Linked DNA regions of Gossypium hirsutum: region 1 is linked to region 2. Evidence: chromatin contacts called from public Hi-C data. All regions are on one chromosome and are shown on one strand. Each heading gives the region's core, a stretch centred on a gene start, on an enhancer-like site or on the middle of the called end of the contact. The rest is flanking DNA. Distances are from core to core; before and after follow the strand shown. Region 1 has its middle 55 kb from the start of LOC107897835. Region 2 has its middle 97 kb from the start of LOC121208789.

Evidence for each region. A called contact is a pair of places that touch in the nucleus more often than the background predicts.
Region 1: a Hi-C map of leaf shows a contact between it and region 2, with 6 times the contacts expected there. The contact joins two enhancer-like sites. A contact is called at or near these places in 2 of 34 Hi-C or Micro-C datasets (both in leaf).

Annotation. Positions count from the first base shown.
Region 1 is chrA10:51,442,213-51,447,417 of Gossypium_hirsutum_v2.1, reverse strand. It overlaps the pseudogene LOC107897834. Among protein-coding and RNA genes, the nearest start is that of LOC107897835, 55 kb to the left of the region's middle. Within about 2 kb of position 2,012, at least 7 of the 9 cell types and tissues checked have an H3K27ac peak or open chromatin away from gene starts, as enhancers often do. A contact at or near this core is called in leaf, where this site is marked.
Region 2 is chrA10:50,626,387-50,632,419 of Gossypium_hirsutum_v2.1, reverse strand. It overlaps the pseudogene LOC107895792. Among protein-coding and RNA genes, the nearest start is that of LOC121208789, 97 kb to the right of the region's middle. Within about 2 kb of position 3,344, at least 7 of the 9 cell types and tissues checked have an H3K27ac peak or open chromatin away from gene starts, as enhancers often do. A contact at or near this core is called in leaf, where this site is marked.

The sequences.
Region 1 (5,205 bases), core at 763-3,262, 820 kb before region 2:
GAAATGCAGACTGGTAGAACTTTTGAGGCCAAAGGTAAGAAAATTAAATCTCATACTAGTTTAGAGTTTGAATCAACAAAATACAACAAAGTTTAACTACCAAGAAGCTGCACAATACCATCAATGAGTCCAGTTGGTAGCAAAAAACTGTGACCTCCTACTTGTAAGGAACATCATCTATCTTAAATTGCTCTTCAACCATTTCAAGAAACAAGAGTGTGATTTGTTACTTAAGCCAGTGCAAGAACAATCATTAATAAGGAAAAAGATTACAAGACGACCAAAGCAAGCAATTCATTCAGAGAAAAGGAAACCAAAATCCAAGCAAATAATGGCACAGTTAGACTAAATGAAATCAAGATGCGTACTGGGTTTAATCGTGTCATTGTGCTGCTGGCACTTCTCACAAGAGAACAGTCAAGTTGAAAGAGTAAAGAATGAAGAAGGATCTTGTTGTCCTTGCTGATAGGACACTGTCACATCATCTCAACTTGGCATCTTCCTACTATTGTTTTCTACTTGTCAACCTTTCATTTTGGTGATTTTCTGATGCCCCAAACAATCAAAACATTATACAGACACATTCAGAAACAGCACATGTAAAGCCAACTTTTCCGGGAAAATAAATCTCTCTAACAACAACTGAAACAACTGAAATTGAACTTTTCTATCAGTGTTGTTAAAATGAGCAAGCATCATTCTGTAAACTAATTTACAGCATAACACGTTAACAGTTGTATTACATCTACTTAGTTTCAAAGGGTACGTGTTAGGCAGAATGCCAGTGCGTCCAACCAGATTTAACAATGCCATTAAAACAAGAATATGGAGCAAAGGAACTCCCAGTTACTACTTAGCCTAAAATGCAAATCTTTACAATATAATGAGCTCAGGGCTCAAGAGCCGAGACCTGCTTACATACATGAAACCTCGACAAATTTCTATTTCAGCATGCAGTTTGAAAAAGTGTAATAAATCTTGGTGTGATATCATAATGAAACATTGGACTGCTCTTTCATTCAGATTAGCCATTCCCAATAACACAGAATTCAACAAGAAGTAAAAGAAACCAAAGTGAAGAAGTCAAAATCTCAAATGAATGGCGTCCTCTGCCTAACCTTAGCCTTCTCAGCATCAATGATAGATCCCCCACCAAATTAACAGCCTCCTCAAGCTTCCCATGTGCATTCACAACAACATAATCGAATCTCTTAACAAACTTCACCTCCTGTCTGGCGGTAGCAATCCTGACTAGCAATTCCTCCTTACTCTCAGTCTTCCTCTCAATCAGCCTCTCAACGAGCGCCAGCTCACTCTCAGCCACCAAAAATATGAACACCCCAGAATCTCCAAGTGTCTTCCTTAATGTTTCTGCCCCTTGAATATCTACTCTCAACACAATATCACACCCTTTTGCCATAAACTCTCTTATCTGCTTCTTAGGTATTCCTTTGTAATCACCATAAACTACAGCATACTCCACAAGCTCATCTTTTTCAACCATCGATAAAAACTCTTCCTTTGACACAAAATAGTAATCTTAGCCATCAACTTCACCAGGCCTAATTCCTCTACTCGTAGCAGTAACAACGAAATGAAGATTTTCTCTAACTTCTCTCAGTCTTTTGAAGACTGCATCTTTGCCTACCCCACTTGGACCACTTATAACAATGATTAAAGGGTTGGGGGCGCAGCAAATTCGGTCAGAGCTAAAAGAAGAGGCTAGAGAAGACTCCAAAGCACGAAGTAACTCTGGTTTAGAGACTTTGTCAAGGGAAGGAACGGAATAGAACTTTTGGGTATCAGCCATTTTGATGGTTGAAGTGTAAAAGAACGGCTTGGGATGTTGAAAAAGTAGGTTTGTTGGGGAGGAGAAGTGAAAGAGGTTTTGGGTGAAAGAAAGGAGAGAGTCTACGAAACATGAAAGAAGGATTTTGGTTTGGTTGAGATCCGATCGACAAGGTAGACGAGAAAGTCGAAAGAGGTTTCCATTGTCGTTGGGTTACTTTGGGAATTTTTAAGCATGGGTTTTGGGTTAAGGTAAAGGGACCTTCTGTTAAAGCCCAAAGCTTCCAATCAGGCCGATTCTTTGGACTATTTTTCAATTCCAGATCATCTTTCACTATTTGACTCGTGAAGTATATTGACTTTTTTATTTTGGTATTTAATTTTTTATAGTCCAATTTAGTATCTAAAATATTATTATGTTATAATTGAGTTTGCCGTCCTTGGCACGTTATTGTCTGTCAATCTGGTAAGGTGTTTAGGGTTTTATCGATTTCGTTTTTTGGTTCTTGTTTTGTGTAGGCGACGCTTCTTGGATGTGATCCTTTGCATATTGTAGACAGAAGGCATAGTTTGTGATAGTACCTACAAAGATGGAAAACGAACTGGCTCAACTTTCAATTAATGATGAAGATGAAGTTTTTCAAATACAACCAGATCTTAACAGAGAAGGAAGGGGGGAGATTTTCCAACTTGTGGGTTGTTTCTTAACCGCTAGTGTCATTCACTTTCCAGCAATGAGGAGTACTTTGGCTAATTTGTGGCATCCAATTTGTGGCGTTCAGATCCGATATCTAGGAGAAAAAAGGTGTCTGTTCCAATTTTTTCATATTATGGATTTGGAAAGGGTTATTAAGTGTTCTCCTTGGAACTTCAACAACCATTTGTTACTTCTTTATAAATTGGCTTGGGGAGAGGATCCACTACAAGTACCTTTAGTTATGACGCCGTTTTGGTTCAAATACATGATGTCCCCATTGGGTTATTTTCAGAGAGTTTGGCTGTTCAAATGGGGAATTTTTAGGGGTTTTTTGGAATATGATAGATCTAATCTGGGTAAGGAGAATAGGAATTTTATGAGGATTAGAGTCCAAATTGATGTAAGGCATCCTTTAAAAAGGAAGAAGCAGATTTCGTTTTCTAGGAGGTCATATGTCAATTTCAAATATGAGCGATTATCGTTATTTTGTTTTTTCTGTGGAAGATTGGGCTATAGCGATTCCTTTTGCGAAGCAAATATGGCACTTGGAGTGGAAGTAGCTAAAATGGGATGGGATTTGTCTTTACGAGCTTAGTCTCGAAGAGTGTTAGCAATGAACTGTATATGGCTAAGGGAGGATGGGGAGGGGAAAGTGGGAGACGGTGGGGGAAGTTATAAAGGAGGAGGGAGTGGGTATTGGAGGGTGGAAAATAAAAGAAGATGCGTAAAACTTGTGGACCCAGTTCTTGGATTCAATTTAGAAGGGGGATTATCAGATTCTAATCAAAGGGTGACGGATGTATTGTCAAAACAATTCCATGATTCCATGGAGCATGATTTGGAGGACCCAACACTTATAGGAAAGGAGGGGAAGAAAAGATCTAGAGTTGAATATGATAATTCCGCAGAAAATGATGATATCAGTAAGGTGCTGTCCAGAAATAGGAGAGTGGAGGAACACAATCTAATATTATCGACGGTTGCCAAAAGGCAAGCCGCCCGAACGCAATCAAAATTTTAAGTTGGAATGTTCGTGGTTTGGGGAGACCTCGAATAATCAGGAGACTTCGGCACTCGTTGAAGATTTTTAATCCCCATTTAGTCTTCTTTATGGAGACTAAACTTTGTAGTTTACAAATGGAGAGAGTTTGAAGAAGTTGTGGCTTTGAAAATGGAATTGAAGTTTATTCGAATGGAACGAGAAGAGGTTTGTGTATGGCATGGAGAAACGATATTGCGATCACTCTTAAAAGTTTTTCCAAGAGCCATATTGATGTGATCGTGGAAGACGCATAAATCAGTGGAAAGTGGCGATTTACGGGCTTTTATGGTACCGTTTATACTTGAGATACAGAAGACTCTTGGGCTGCACTGAAAACTCTTAAACACGATGAAGATACCCCTTGGTTTGTTTGCAAAGACTTTAATGAAATTATGTATGGCTTCGAAAGAAGTGAGGCTTACCTAGGGATGAAAGAAGAATGGAATTGTTTTGAAAAACGCTGGAGGAATGTCAACTAAATGAAATGGGTTTTTCAGGTAGGTGGTTTGCTTGGGAGAGGGGGAATCTACCTAAGACAAATATAAGAGAACAACTTGATCGGGGGGTTACTAATGCAAGTTGGATGGCTTTGTTTCCTGAAGCAATAGTTCAACATCTAGTTATCTTTTTCTGATCATTGTCCCCTATTGATTGAGGCTCATAAAAAAGAGGTCAAGATAAAAGGTGTTAATTTTAAATTTGAAGCATGGACTTTAAAAGACTCTTTTAATGAAGAAGTTAAATACCTTTGGGGAATGGCAATAGGGGATCTTTTGCAAAAGCTTGATTTTTTGAGAATAGGATTGAAAAAGTGGGCGGGATAGATACGAATGAATAGAAATTGGAAAAAGGAGATGTTAACAAAGAAATTATCAAAATTAGTAGAAGTTAAAAGGGATGAGAGGAATTTGGCTGACATGATTGACACAAAAATTTAGCTAAACTTTGAAATTGAAAAGGAAGAATATTATTGGGAACAGAGGGCTCGGTTAAACTGGTTGCAACTTGGCAATAGGAACACAGCTTTTTTTTCACAGTCATGCAACACAAAGGAGGAGGAAGAATTAGATTAAGAAGCTACAGAATGATAGTGGAGAGGTTATGGAAGATGTTCGAGAAATGGAGGGCATTACACGGGTGTATTTTGAGAATTTATTCAAAGCAGGGAGGACTACTTTTAATGAGCATTTTTTTTTGGGTATTAAATGATGTATCTCTGATGAAGATAATAGTAAGCTTTTAACGCCTTACAAGGGAGAGGAAATTAGGGGGGCTTTGTTTGAGATGGGGTCCACAAAGGCACCAGGGAAAGATGGATTTCCAGCCCTTTTTACCAAAGATGTTGGGATATCGTTGGGAGTGGTGTTGTTTCCTTTTGCCTAAATCATTTGAATGGAGAAATGAAGGTTAGTCCAATTAATGCAACCCAGATTGTGCTTATCCCAAAGATTATTAATCTTTCTCATCTGACTCATTTTTGGCCAATTAGTCTATGTTTTATAAAATTGTGGCAAAGGTGATAGCAAATAGATTTAGAGGAGTTATTGATAAATGTATTGATGAAGCACAGAGCACATTCGTGCCAGGGAGACTTATAACAGATAATGCACTAGTGGCCTATGAAATTTTACACTCGATAAAAGAAAAGAAAGGGGGAAGAAGGGATTTATGGAAGTCA
Region 2 (6,033 bases), core at 2,095-4,594:
ACTACAATCACAGCATATTCAAGAATTTCAAGATTAAGAGAGAAATAATCCTCATTTGCTGACACGACTTAATAGTTTCCAAGATGACTAGAAAAAATTTAAACATTCTGTTTAAAAGTTCTGCCTATTGATTCCTGGTATCTGCCTTCAGAAAAATGTCTTGCAACAAATTCATTTTTGTACTCATTAAAATGAGATGAAAGTCTGGACGCCAAGGAAAACGGTCACGCAAAAGCATTAACAGAAAGTCCACATTCATGCCTCTTTCACCAAGACTCTCTCCTTTTTCTGAGGATATTCTGACACCATCTATTTCAATTGAAACCATTCGGAACCTAACGTTTAGTTGCAGCTCTCAGAAAGATAGCTTTCATGTTGGATGCAAGATGTTTTCCTTCAAAAGACTGCATCACCTTTGCACTGTTACTTTCCTTCAAGCTTTCTTGGTTTTTCTGAAGTTCAGCACTGAGTTCTCTTGGCAAAATATTATTCGAAAGTAGAAATTGCATCAGCTCTCTTTAATCTAGAATTATCACAAGGCATTGTGTCCCCTGAGATATCCAAGAGATTTTTGACTGACCTCCAATCCTCACCTTCCCTAAGGTTGTGGCTGTCATTCTATGAAGAACCGAAGGCTCTTCCTCTATTGGTTACACAAGAACTTCTCCACTTTATTTAGAATATTCATCATAGATAGGTTCTAATAGATCATAATCTTGCTCTTCCGCATGCATCTTGCAAAGAGAACAAGCAACTTCAACATTAATTCCACTCTCATTTAATTCTAGGGCATGCACTAACCGCTCTTTCAATCCACCTCGTAGCGCAGGGTCTATGGGTCCAACATCATAAAAGGGGTTTTCTTTCTCACCAAAATTAGATTTATCAGTGAGACTACCTTCCAATATGTCAAATTGATTGGGGCACCTTCCAGAATCTCCATCAAGGTTCTCTCTTGTTCCTGTTGCAACCAAGCATAACGTGCATGTGATAATTCTTCAATTGCACCTTGTAGCGCAGCCAATTCTGTTTTTTGATCCTGATTTCCTCCTCCTCAAACTCTTATCAACCCAACCATGGCTTAAAAGCAAACCTTAACATAGACCTCAGATCTAATTAGGCTCTAATAGCAAAACCAACGTGGTTAAAGGGAGAAAACAGTGACAACAGAAAGAATTAGGGCTGAACAAACAAGTAGCAAAGATGGAACTCTGGAAAACTTGGGGTTTTACCAGAACCTCCAGTTTCTTTATATCAATTCAAAGAAAATAATAATAATAATAATGTAAAGTTATATAAGCTTTCCTTTCTTGCAAGTAAAGTTACTAGGCTTTCCTGCAAATAAAGTTTTATTCTAGCCCTAGATTTAAACCCAAAAGATACTTAATAATTGTAGCCATCCATAATATATCTAATGCTAAATAAATAAAATTGAAAGAGTAAAACATTATAAACTAAATAAAAGCTCCTGCATCAGAAGGATTGATCTTTTAACAGCTATACGTGAAATAGGAGAAAATCCATGAAGTTATTCTCTCATATATACTCTCCAGATTTATTAATCAAAAAGACTCACAAGACCATGACGATCCCGATCACTCTTGAAACCTTGAAGCCACCTAGAACTTATATGATATTTTGTGGATCCACCCTGAATAAACACATCACACAAAATTAAAATTTAGCATGGAAAGTTCTATAGAGATGCTACACATACAACAGCAAAAATGTTAAACTTTCAAGGCAGCATTGAATGTAGATACTATCGTTAAAATACACTAATATTGCATTCCAAGTTTACAACCAAGAAATAGTTGTGGTACAAAATCACCCTCCTCTCTTCAAGGACTACTAATCAAGTCACTCATTATAAAACTGTGAAATTTTCAGAGCAAATTATGGTGAAAATCATATCTTGACATTAGCATACTTTTAATACTATGTGCTTACTTGTCCAAGAAGAGATGCAATACAAACGCCAGTATGGACAAGAGGACCTTCTTTTCCCAGAGCTAACCCACCTCCAACTGAACCAATACTTCCAAAAATCTACAAATTACAATGACAAGAATGCAACTGGAATAGATCTAGATACAGTAAATGGCATGGATACGGATTGATAAACCTAAAAACCCTAATCTAAATTTAAAAGAATTTTAAAATACTACCAGCACATAAATTTTCTACTAAAAAAGCTGTGAACCATAAATGGACAACTGGTTTATGTCTCAGCAACAAGATCATGCTGGCAAGATTATCATACCTTTCCAATCAAGGTTCTAAGAAGAAGGATACCAGGAATATCAATTCCTGAGGATTAAGATAAGCATTGGATCGTCAGACTACACAACACTTATGACAGAGCATTAACATTAATGAGTATTGTGTGGAAAATGGATTGGAAAATATCAAAACTTACCATTCAAATAACCCTTGATTTCAGGAATACCAGATCCTGCTGCTGCTGGAGCAAATTGGGTAATGATAGATACAGAAGAAAAGACTAAGGCTAAGTTGATTAGTATGTAAATTAGACAACCAGCCAGATATGACTTCTGTATTATGTTAAATGTCAAGGAAAACTTCCATCCAGCAAAGTTCTCGACTGAAATATTGATAAATACAGCAGCAAATCCAGTACCTGAAAAGAAATTACATAAAAACCATCCATTCTACCAGATACTTTATGGGAAAAAATTCATCCAAGAAAGGGATAGAAGTTCGCTATCTATACAAAAAGGATCACTTAAAAGCAGAGCAATATGCAAACTCTTAATTTAATCCAGGTCAAATGACGATTCATCTAATTATCACTAAATCTTTCTCCGCCTATCAATTATGGAAATGAAGAATACTATTTCACCACTTACGAGCATAGTTTCCGAATACGTTGTATGTGTCGATTCAAGGTACATGTGCAGAGCACACGTTGGGGTTGTAGTATGTTAGGACGGTGACCCAACTGAATACATAAATAGAAAGACCACAAACCTAGCTTTTCATCAGGTCTCAAGGCTGAAGAACTGAACTGCTAGAAGAATGCACTGGTAGCAGTGGCGGGTCACTGGTGAAGAAGAAAGGCACCATCAAAGAGGCTGAAACCATCTTTGCAGAAGGTATTTACATCCTAATCTTAAAATAAGATGGTAATCATATTTAGGAGCAAACTTCTCCCGGGCTCTCAACTCCCCCTTTTTTTTCATTTCTTTTTCTTCAACGGAACTCTTTCTGTTTCAGTCTTTGTGGAGAATCAACACCAACCAGTGATATTGAGACACTGAGCAAGGGCTTCTGATTCATGGTTTGCTGGGTTTGTGAAATTGGACCTCGTACCAGGCGATCCAGTTCATGCTACAAGGGGTAAGGTAGTGAAGTAGGGGTAGGTGGTGCAAATTTAAGGTAAAACCGAATTAATTCGGATATACTGTCGAATTTAGTTAAGCAATCAGTTAACTAAATTATAAATTAATTTAGTCGGACTCGGTTAATAATTTTTTAAAAGTTCGGTTAACGGTTAATTCGGTTCGAAATCAGTCGAGTTAACTGAATTAACCGAATTTAATAAATAATATTATAATATATAAGTATTCAATCAGTTCGGTTAATTTTTTGAAAATATAAATTAATTAATCAGTTAAGTCGGTTAATTTTTTATATGTTTTATAGTTGTTTTAACTAAAAATAAAATATATATATAAATAAAAGGTCGGCTAATTCAGTTAATTGTAGTTCAGATCGGTTAACTATTAAATACTCCTAATTAGGGGAACTATGCTCGAGTGCAAACTATGTAAAATATAATTTTCAAACAATCTTAACTACCCATTATGATTCTAAACTTTTTACCCTTTCTAAGTTATTAAAAATTAGAAAGATTTAGTAAATAAATGAAACTAAAATAAATGTCACTCCATTCTCCCAAATTAAAATCATTCCATCAAATACAACCCAAAATGTCAAAATCAGCTTAAAAAATAAATTTCTCCTTTTAAAAACCACAAAATCTAAGTCGAAACTGATTCCAGAAACAATAACTTACCGATGCCTATAAGCAAAGCGAAGAACCATTTCATCCCCGCGTTATATCCAACAAAAAGCTTTCCTCTCTGTGCCTAAATTATTAAATTCCAAAACACACAAAAAAATATAGTTCAAAAAAGCCTAAAAGATCAATAACTTAAAACTGAAAATTTACCCTTCTTTTCTTTACTTTCAAATTTAAAGTTACAGTTACATGTTCTTCTCAATAAGCATAGTTCTCAATAACTTCGTAATCTAGGCTCTCTACACAATTCCTATTGTTTGTAGTACTCAACAGTCCAACTCCGTCAAGATCACCTTCTTCCGAACGTGGAAGCCGAGACCAAACAAGCCTCGCCGTTTCCATTCCGTTTTGAAAACAATTCGATAATATGATCAATCAATTTTCAAAATCGATTGACCTCTTGAAACAATGCTACAACCCACTACGCTTCCACCAAATAATCTCCTTCAATTAATTTAAAAACAATTAGGAACGGAAAAGGAGAAAATTGACAGATAAGATTTTTGGAATGGAACGTTTCATGATTCGTAAACTGAAATATGAGAGAGAGAGAGAGAGAGAGAGAGATTCTCTAGCATAGTAACTTAACGTATTTCTCCATGTTCTTTCTATTTTAATAATTGAGATTTTTACGGTTGTTCCAATATGGGTCAAATATATTCCATAACTTTGAATCATATAAAAGAATGAACGGAATTATAAATAATGTGAAACCCTCTATTTGTAAGATTTAGTGGTATATATTGAATTAAATCCATGGTTAACATTATTAAGTCACTAATATTTTAACTAGATAGAATTTATTATGGGTTCCACGAATCGAGCCAATTTAAGTAAGTCAAATGAATCATATTTAATTAGTTGACCTTCATAGATACTCTATGTGCATTCGTCACAAGTTTTGATCTGCAGCCCGTGACATTCTTCCTTACTCATTCTCACGACGCCCTCGTTACGTCCTCAAATTGACATTATTTTAACTCGTCTCGAAACTATCTCGATGTCTTGACTTATGTCTTTGTCATCCCCTAACTCGAACTTTATTTCTCTCTTGTGCATCTTGTTCGCAAGAGTCCACCACTCTTACTTACCCCCATTGTGACTTACCTAGATTGTGATCCCTTAGATCCTCACAAATAGGTTTAGGCATGTCCACATTGAACACTAGACTAGCCTTGAGTTTTCGTCTATGTACACTTTTATTTTTTGAACAGATTGATTTAATAAAATTATTCATAAATTACATTAATACACTTTATATATTGTCTTCAATAGTTTTTCCATGCAAAGCAAAATGGAAGTAAATATTGACTCACTGGTTATATAATATTTAACTAATATTAAGCGGTATTACGTGGTTAGATTGTAATACAGAAAGACATCTTATATTAGTGGATGAGCCTAAACATGTCCTTAGTCTAATAAAAAATGAGCAAAACAATTGAAAGACTAATATGTCGTCTATCAAGTCCAATTGGGGAGATGATTTATCTTGTGCATCAGAGAAGATGACTCCTAGAAGATAGAAATGTAGATGTGACTAACTGGACTGATAGTACATCAGATAAGACCCATGTAGAATAGATCCTAAATCTGTTTTGTTGGCTTCGGTGCCTTAAGTGTAGTATTTTCGTCTAAGTACACTTGTAATTTTTCGAACAGATTGGTTAATAAAATTGTTAATGAATTACATTAATACTTTATATTATTGTCCTCAAACATTTTTTACACGCAAAGTAAAATGGAAGTAATTGTTACTTATTGATTGTCTAATGTTTAACTAATACTTAGCGGTATTACGTGGTTAGATCGTAATACCAAAAGACAAATTGTATTAGTAGACGAACCTAAACATGTCCTTAGTCTAATTGGAAATGAACAAACCAATTGAAAGACTAATATGTTATTTATCAAGTCCGATTGGGGAGATACTTTGTCATTAAATAAAAATAATACATATTTTCTAGAAAACAAACTCCCTTAAGTAT